3 separate regions of the Gossypium arboreum genome follow, and regions 1 and 3 are each linked to region 2. A link is a contact called in public Hi-C data. All regions are on one chromosome and are shown on one strand. The core of a region is the stretch at or near the end of the contact, and the rest is flanking DNA. Distances in the headings are between cores, read along the strand shown.

Region 1 (2,700 bases), core at 86-2,585, 270 kb after region 2:
ATCTTTATAATTTTTAGAGAATTAGATTAAAATTTTATTATTTTTAAGAGACTAAAGTACAATTTTACTATTAATAATTTAAAATTTTATATATTATAAAAGATTTAAATAAAAAATTTCCATTTTGAGGTTACGCACCCCTGCCAGCCCACCTAAACCGCCCCTGTTTGTATACATTATTTATACATTTATGTGTATATGTATATATACAAGTACCTGGCAACTTTTTGGGTTTTCGCAGAGGAACAAACTTCGCACCAATGGCTAAGGCAATCGTTGGACCAAACATGAATCCTCTTGCTTCAACTCCTACATAAACATGTTTTTATCTTTAAAAACAAAAGCCCAAAATATCATTTTAATCTCTCAAATTTAAAATTTGATTCACGTAACTTAACCTTTATAATATCGTCCACAAATAGTTAACTCTAATTGTAACCTTTATAAATGAAGAAGCTTATTTGTATTTTTTAAAACATCATTTCCAATAATAAAAGAAAATTATCCATGTCAAAAATAATAAATATTAATAATAACTAATTATAAAGAATGCTGCTTCTAAACATTAAGGAACATAAATAAATAAATAAATCGGCACAAATCAGCTTTGAAGACCTGCTTAATTTCTTTCCCTAAAAAGAATATATAAAACACCAAGTAAAATACATTTAAAAAGAAAAAGAAAAAAAAAACAGAGTAGTTAAGAAGAAGAAGAAGAAGAAGAAGAAGAAGAAGAGACAAGATAGCGAGTACCAGCAACGACAGAGATATCCATGTCTTTATATCGATCGACAAATATGTCCACCGTATTTTTAAACGCCTTGTGATCCAACAACAACGTTGTTATGTCTTGGAACATAATCCCTGTTTTTTCCCCGAGAAACAAACACCGTCTTCTTTAAAAACACAGTCCTTCAGTGAAAATAAAAAACAAAAAAACAAAAAAAAGAGGGGGAAAAGACCTTGTTTTGGGAAGTGAGGAACAACCCTTATGGCGTTTGATATAGCTTGAAGCCTTGGGTCTCCTTTAAGTCCATTCTCAGCCGCAAACATTTCCACCATTTTTGAACTTTTTTTGTTTCAACACTCTAGTTTTTAAAGCTCTGCCTTTGGTTTATAGCAGGAGGATAAAAGAAGGGGGGGGGGGGGGGTTGCTTTTCCTCCTTAAAATTGAACTAAAAAGATGAAATCTTGTGTTAGTTGCAATTGTTTAATGTTTATCCTTGAGATATATATACACACAGACATAGAGAGGATATGGTAAGTGCATTAAATACTATAATCTGTTGTCTATTTATGTTTTGGGCAGACCGAAGAAGAACCATTGCCCCAAAAGGCATTAATGTTTTTACCCATCACCTTTTCTCAATGGCACGTTTCTAACACGCTTTACACATAAATCTTCCTTTGCTGTTTTAAAGGGATAAAGTACCCTTCAGTATCTGAATTTGGTAATTTTTTTTATCTTAGTCCTTAAACTCTTTTCCCAATCCACATTAGTCCTAGCACTTGGTAGTTTTTCCCTTTTTAGTTTCCTAAACTTGTATTCCATTAAGGTATAATGGCATGGTACTTGTCACGTCATCATTTGAAATATTTTAAAAGAAAATTATAATTTCTTAGGTTTTTTTGTAATCTTTTGCATTTTATATAATTTTTATAAATTTTCAAGTGATAATATGGTATAATTTTATAGTGAAACATTCTCTCACATTGTTGGAATCCTAGTTTAAGAGTCAAAATAAGAAAACTTGCCCAGTTTTTAAGATTAATGTGGACTAAAAAGTTAAAAGGACCAAGTTGGAGAAAGCTACCAAGTTTGCGGAGTAAATGTTGCTTTTATCCCTTATTAAAAATGGTTAATTCCATCAAGCACCCTTCAATTATGACTTAAATTCTAAATTGGGTCATCAAATTCTAAATTGGGTCATCAAAGTTTAAAGTGCTCTAATTTAGTCATCAAAGTGTCGATATTGTATTTATAAGGACATTCGTAAGATTGGCTATTAGGCTGGGCATTAAAAACCCGTTTAAATTTAACGTTGAGCATATTTAAAACACAAAGATATATTATACTATTAGTCCTTCTACTATGCGTAAATTGTAGATTTAGTTTATATACTTTAATTTGGTCATTTTTAGTTCTTGTACTTTTCAAATTTTGCAACTATAATCTTGACCAAAAGACAATAGTTAAATTTGTTAAGTTATATTTTGCTATTTCCAAAATCTTATATAGCAAATATATTATCACATGTATAATGCATTGACAACATAATAAAACAAATATTTTAATTAATAGATTTAACAACTATTGATCGAGGCATGTTTAGATTGTAAAATTCCAGAAAGTAAAAGGACCAAAAATAGTCAAATTGGAGAATAGGGATTAAATCACAACTTATGGACTGATAGTAGAACTTTACCTAATCGATTTGATTACTATCGTTTGGGTCATGACTAAATTTCAAAATTCAAAAAGTAGATGGACAAAAATTTAACCAAATTAGAGTATGGAAACTAAATTCACAACATATACATGGTGTAGGGAATAACAGCAGAATTTGACCTTAAAACACATGAATTAAAAAATAAACAATTAGCCTAATTTTTATTAGTATTGTCTTTTTTTAACACGTCAAGTGAAGTTCTTGATATAGTAGATACAAACATATTTATAATATGATCCATGTATTTAAT
Region 2 (2,700 bases), core at 15-2,514:
TTTTAAATTAGCTTCCAAATTTTAAAAAATTCAATTCAATTAAATTCATAAAGGATAAATCTCAAAATTATATATAAACTTTGATTTAATGCGCAATTGTATACATCAACTTTAATTTAGTACAATTATAAATACTGAAACTCTATTTGTGATTCAAATATATACTTGAAACTTTAATTTTAATTTAATTATGCACATTTAAAGAAATAAATACATTAATTTATTTTTATATAGGTTAAATATAATTATTTATTTATGCAATATATAAAAATAAAATGACGTTATATAAATAATTATGTCAATAATTTACAAGAATGAAATAAAGTCAAAATTTTATGTATAAAATAACATAAAATCAAATTTCATGTATACAATTACACATTAAACCATAGTTTATGTATAATTTTAGGAGTTATCCCATTCATAAAATGTAAGTATATTATCATTGAATTTTTTGTTAATTTAATCGTAAATTTGAGCGTTTAATGATGGCTTAAATTTTGATGTAGATACCAATTTAACTTAAACATATGAAGCAATTAGAAACAATATGGTATGAAAATCCTTAAAATTTCAAACCCTAAAAGGTAAAATTGACCTGATTGCTCCATATGTTTAAATTGGTATTCACGTGTTAAAATTTCGCTCCGCATTATGTCCATTTTGGACTTAATGTCAAACCTACAATATTTAATATATTAGGATTCAGTTGTAGAATTTTAAATCTTAGGATAAATTTAGAGTTTAGTCTATAAATTGGGTCATCTTTTGAATTAACCCTTATTCATTTTCAATATTTTACATAATAATTAAATATCGAAATAATATTTAACTATGTTACTTTACTCTGACACACAATTACGTCCGTAGTCAGGAGGTAAAAGAAAAAAGGTCTAAACAGTTTTTCTTTAAAATAATGGTCAAAATTAATTTAGATACTTTTATTATGTGTAAATTTAGATACTTCTAAAGTGTCTTGTATTAGAAAAAAATATTTAAATTTTAATTTATAGAATTGTGATGTTTAAAGTTAATTTATTAATATAAATTGATTTTTAAAGAGAGTAGAAAAATTATTTTCAATTGGTGTAAGTAATATGAATAGAAAATATTATAAAACAATAATTTTAATAATTTAATAATTTAAATAAGAATTTTGAATAATTAAATAATAATTTTATAATTTTTACTTAAAATATAAAGTTATTAATAATTTAGTTATTATATCTTATTTCTTCATCACGTAACACGTGTTGGTCCCTCTAACCAAGAAAACTATCACACGCGTCAACCTCATCCCTGTATTTAAATTCAAAAGCTCCGCTTGGGACCCAAAGAAAACAAAACCCACAAGAAATTTAACATAACTGTCTCATCAGGTTTTAATAGATTTCCGCTCTTTCATCATCCGTTTTCTAGCACCTAATGATACTGTTATCATTAATTTAATTTTTTTTTTAAATATTTGCTACACCGCCATAGACTCTGTAAATTCAGTTCCTTCGGTTTCTTTTATTTTTTTAATTCTTTTGTATTTGTTTGGTGGATTTTTTCAGTCAAAGAATGGCGGGAAACGATTGGATAAACAGTTACCTGGAAGCGATCTTGGACGTTGGTCCAGGGATCGATGAAGCGAAATCGTCATTGTTGCTGAGGGAGAGAGGTCATTTCAGTCCAACTCGTTACTTCGTGGAAGAGGTTATCACTGGTTTCGACGAGACCGATCTCCACCGTTCTTGGGTTCGAGTACGGTTTCGTTTTCACCTTCTTTTTGGCTGTTCTCACTCTTTCTCTCTCTCTCTCTCTCTCTCTCTCTCTCTCTCTCTCTCTCTCTTCTAAACATAGTAATACTCGAAATTCTTCCGGTCTCTCTGTTTTTTGTGTTCAATTTGAATAATGGACTGTTTTGAGTGTTTAATTTAAGTATACTTTTTTAAAATATATTTTTCGGTTTTAGGCTGCTGCTACGAGGGGTCCTAAGGAGAGGAACACGAGACTGGAGAATATGTGCTGGAGGATTTGGAATTTGGCTCGAAAGAAGAAGCAGGTTTTTTTTCCTTTTCTTTTTAATGCTATTTCGGTTTGAATTTCGCATCTAATATAATTTTGCTTTTGATATTTATATAAATAAATATAGAAACTTCTCCTTTGATTGTGATGGACAATGTTTTATTAAACCGGATCGGTTGTTGAGGCCACCAGTTTGCCGGTGGATCGGTCCGATTAAAAAATGAAAAAAAATTTAAATATTGGTTGTACGGATTCACGATTTAATCAGTTCAAAGCTACGTACCAGGTTAAACCAATCCGACCGGTCGGCTGGTTCAAACAACATTGGTGTTGGATTTGGTGTTGAGCGGTTAGTAGAATAGAAGTGAATTTATTTTCTTTTATTTCTTATTTGTGTTGTTTTTGGGACATCACAGTGTTGTTTTTGGGTCAACTCTGATGACCTTCACAACAAGTCAACAACGGTAGTAAAGTTGCTTGTCCATGAGGATAATGCGATTTTTTTTGTTTGTTTTTCATTTGACTGGTGATTTTTAAGTTGAATACCAAATTGCTTGCTATTCAGCATGTCTAGCCATTTCTCTTTGGAATTAAGCTATAAATTTAAATTTTAGCATTTTATGAACTACTCTGTTTGAATAACTCATGTCAACATGTTATTTTAGACCAGGGACAATTTGTATTGATTCT
Region 3 (2,737 bases), core at 25-2,524, 340 kb before region 2:
TTGAGAAACAAAAATGAAGACAAAGAAAAAACAACATAACTTTTTTATCAAATTTCGAAAAATAAATAATAATTCAGATTAATAAATTTATTAGCTACGAAACTTTATTAAAACAATTATTAACAAAAATGTTAGGCTGATTTAATTGAATATAAATTTAGAATTCTACGATCCTATTTTTCCCCCTAAATACTGTCAGAAATGGAAAACCAAATAAACAATTGAGAAATAAAAATGAAGAAAATGGGGGAAAAAACCCCCTAATTTTCATCAATTTTTCACAAAAATAATAATAATTCAGATTAATCAAAATTTCAGCTATGAAAATTTATTTTAAAAAGGTGAAATTGAATATAAATTTAGAGTCTACGATCCTAACTTTTCCCTAAATACAGTCCGAAATGGAAAACCAAATTCCACGAACAGACGGAGAAATTAACAATTGAGAAAAAAAATGAAGAAAAAGAAAAAAAAAACCTAATGTTCATCAAATTTTCGTAAAATAAAAAATAATTCAGATTAACAAAATTTCCTAGCTAGGGAAATTTATTAAAAAACCAATAATCAACAAAAAAATGTTAGGCTGATTTAATTGAATGTGAGTTTAGATTCTACGATCTTCTTTTTCCCTTTCTAAATACAAACCAAAATGAAAAACAAATTCGACGAAACTTGCGCAATGGATTTGAATATCGAGAAGCAAAAAATAAAAACGAAGAGAAAAGAATACGAACCGGCCAGCGACATAGAGCCAAGCGATGCAAGAGAAAAAAGCCATCAACAAAGAAGGCTTGGATGTTTGCAGATTCTTAGATCTCCATCGTTTATCTCCTTTAGTGGTCGTAGGTAAACCCTCCATATCACACTCTTAACGCATATAAAGAATCGAAACAGAGAATTGATCGCCGGTCTCTGATGATCTCTACTTTTATAATTCGGATAATTACAATGAACGAGAATGCGAACTCAGTGTAGGGATTCAAATCAAGTATGAAAAAGAAATGACGGATAATCAAAGACTAGAAGAAACAAACGGAAATTTGAAATGAAATTAAAAAGAAAAACGAAGAGAGAGATCTGAGAGCGGTAACTGACGATAGGTGCTATAGGCCAAGCCCACCTAGATTCGGCCTACACCGAACTTGGACAATCCCACCAATTTAATTTTGGTAATTTTTATTAGATCTTGGCAAATTGTACAACGAATTCAGATATTCCCTATTTAATATTTGGAATTTGGATTTTAAAATTATGGATTCGAAGTAGATGTGGATTGGTATTTTACACATTTATTACTTAAATTTGTATTATTAATTTGAATAACAGATGAAAATTCGGATATTTAAATTCACAGCTTATAAATTTGATTATGAATATAAAATATTGGCTTAAGGTGTAAAACCTTCAAGCTTAAAAAAAAAAGTAATTAAGCTTCTATATATTTTTTTATTTATTTAGATACTTAAATTTTAAAATACATAAAAAACTTTAAACTTTTAAAAAAGTAATTAAGCCCTATTTTTTTACACTCAATTGAGTATTTGAACTTTCAAAATGCATCAAAAAACCCTAAACTTTTTCAAAAAAGTAATTAAGCCCTTGGCTTTATTAAAATTAGAAAAATTATAAAAATAAAAAAATAAATTTTAGAAAATTTATTAAATTTTAATAAAAATATGAAAAATTTAAAATTTATTAAACATTAGAAATTTTTATAAAATCATAAAAATATAAAAATTGTAAATTTTATAAAAATCATAATCAAATTAACAACCCTAGTTTTTTTTATGATTTTTATAAAATTTTATATTTTATATTTTTATATTTTTAAAATTTAAATTTTTTATTTTTATAATTTTTTCTAATTTTAATAAGAGCATGGGCTTAATTGCTTTTTTGAAAAATTTTGAGGGTCTTCTTGATGTATTTTGAAAGTTCAAGTACTAATTGAGTGAAAAAAAAAAGCAAGAGCTTAATTGCTTTTTTTGAAAAAATTTGAGGGCCTGTTTGATGCATTTTGAAAGTTTAAGTGTTTAATTGATGCAAAAGAGAGAGAAAGAGACTTAATTGCATTTTTGAAAAAATTTGAGGAGTTTTTACACTTTTAAACCTAAAATATTCTGGTCAATTCAAATTCAAACTTTTACAAATTAGGATATCCAAACAAAAATGAAATTAGTTTTATTTTTGCAAATTTAGCATTCCTAAAGATAATTACATTTTTTCGAAATTAGTTTTTTATAAATTCAAATATCTGATAGATAATTTATAGATAATATTACTCAAATAATATTATAAATAATAAATAATTTTAAATTTTAGATAGATTTAAGAATTTCGATTTACATAATTTAAAAATTGCAAACATTTAATCTACTGCTATTCTTACACACCCACAATGTGAATGATATAAATAGTTTGTACTACATCATGACATATTTATCAACTAAATTCCAGTTGATTTATAAATTTAACAAAAATCCGTTACTTTTATAAAACAACAAATATTATTTTGAAATATTCTTATTTTTTATATAAAATATAAAAATACCTATGCATATTAAAATTTAAACTCAAGACATTATAGTATTTGCTATCTTAATTTTATGGTTTCATTTTTTCTTGTTCATTAATTAATTTTATTATTTCAACTAAAACCTTAATTAGTTTTTATGTTAATGTTTTTATAAATTCATTATATAATTTTTTCACTCACATCGTAAATGTACGAATTTAG

What was found. Hi-C and Micro-C count contacts between places; a contact is called where the count stands out from the background.
Region 1: a Hi-C map of leaf shows a contact between it and region 2, with 4 times the contacts expected there. The contact joins the promoter of LOC108486307 here to the promoter of LOC108484177 in region 2. A contact is called at or near these places in 2 of 5 Hi-C or Micro-C datasets (both in leaf).
Region 3: a contact with region 2 is called in a Hi-C map of leaf, with 5 times the contacts expected there. The contact joins the promoter of LOC108484190 here to the promoter of LOC108484177 in region 2. A contact is called at or near these places in 3 of 5 Hi-C or Micro-C datasets (all in leaf).

What each region holds. Positions count from the first base shown.
Region 1 is chr6:101,724,152-101,726,851 of ASM2569848v2, forward strand. It overlaps LOC108486307 (adenine phosphoribosyltransferase 5-like), which reads right to left and starts at 1,336. Exons shown (of 6, transcript XM_017790292.2): 1 at 963-1,336; 2 at 754-864; 3 at 217-309. The coding sequence starts at 1,062.
Region 2 is chr6:101,454,543-101,457,242 of ASM2569848v2, forward strand. LOC108484177 (probable sucrose-phosphate synthase 1) reads left to right here and starts at 1,265. Exons shown (of 14, transcript XM_017787871.2): 1 at 1,265-1,379; 2 at 1,557-1,746; 3 at 1,958-2,047. The coding sequence starts at 1,564.
Region 3 is chr6:101,112,434-101,115,170 of ASM2569848v2, forward strand. It overlaps LOC108484190 (hydroxyproline O-galactosyltransferase HPGT3), which reads right to left and starts at 1,275. Exons shown (of 12, transcript XM_017787891.2): 1 at 735-1,275. The coding sequence starts at 859.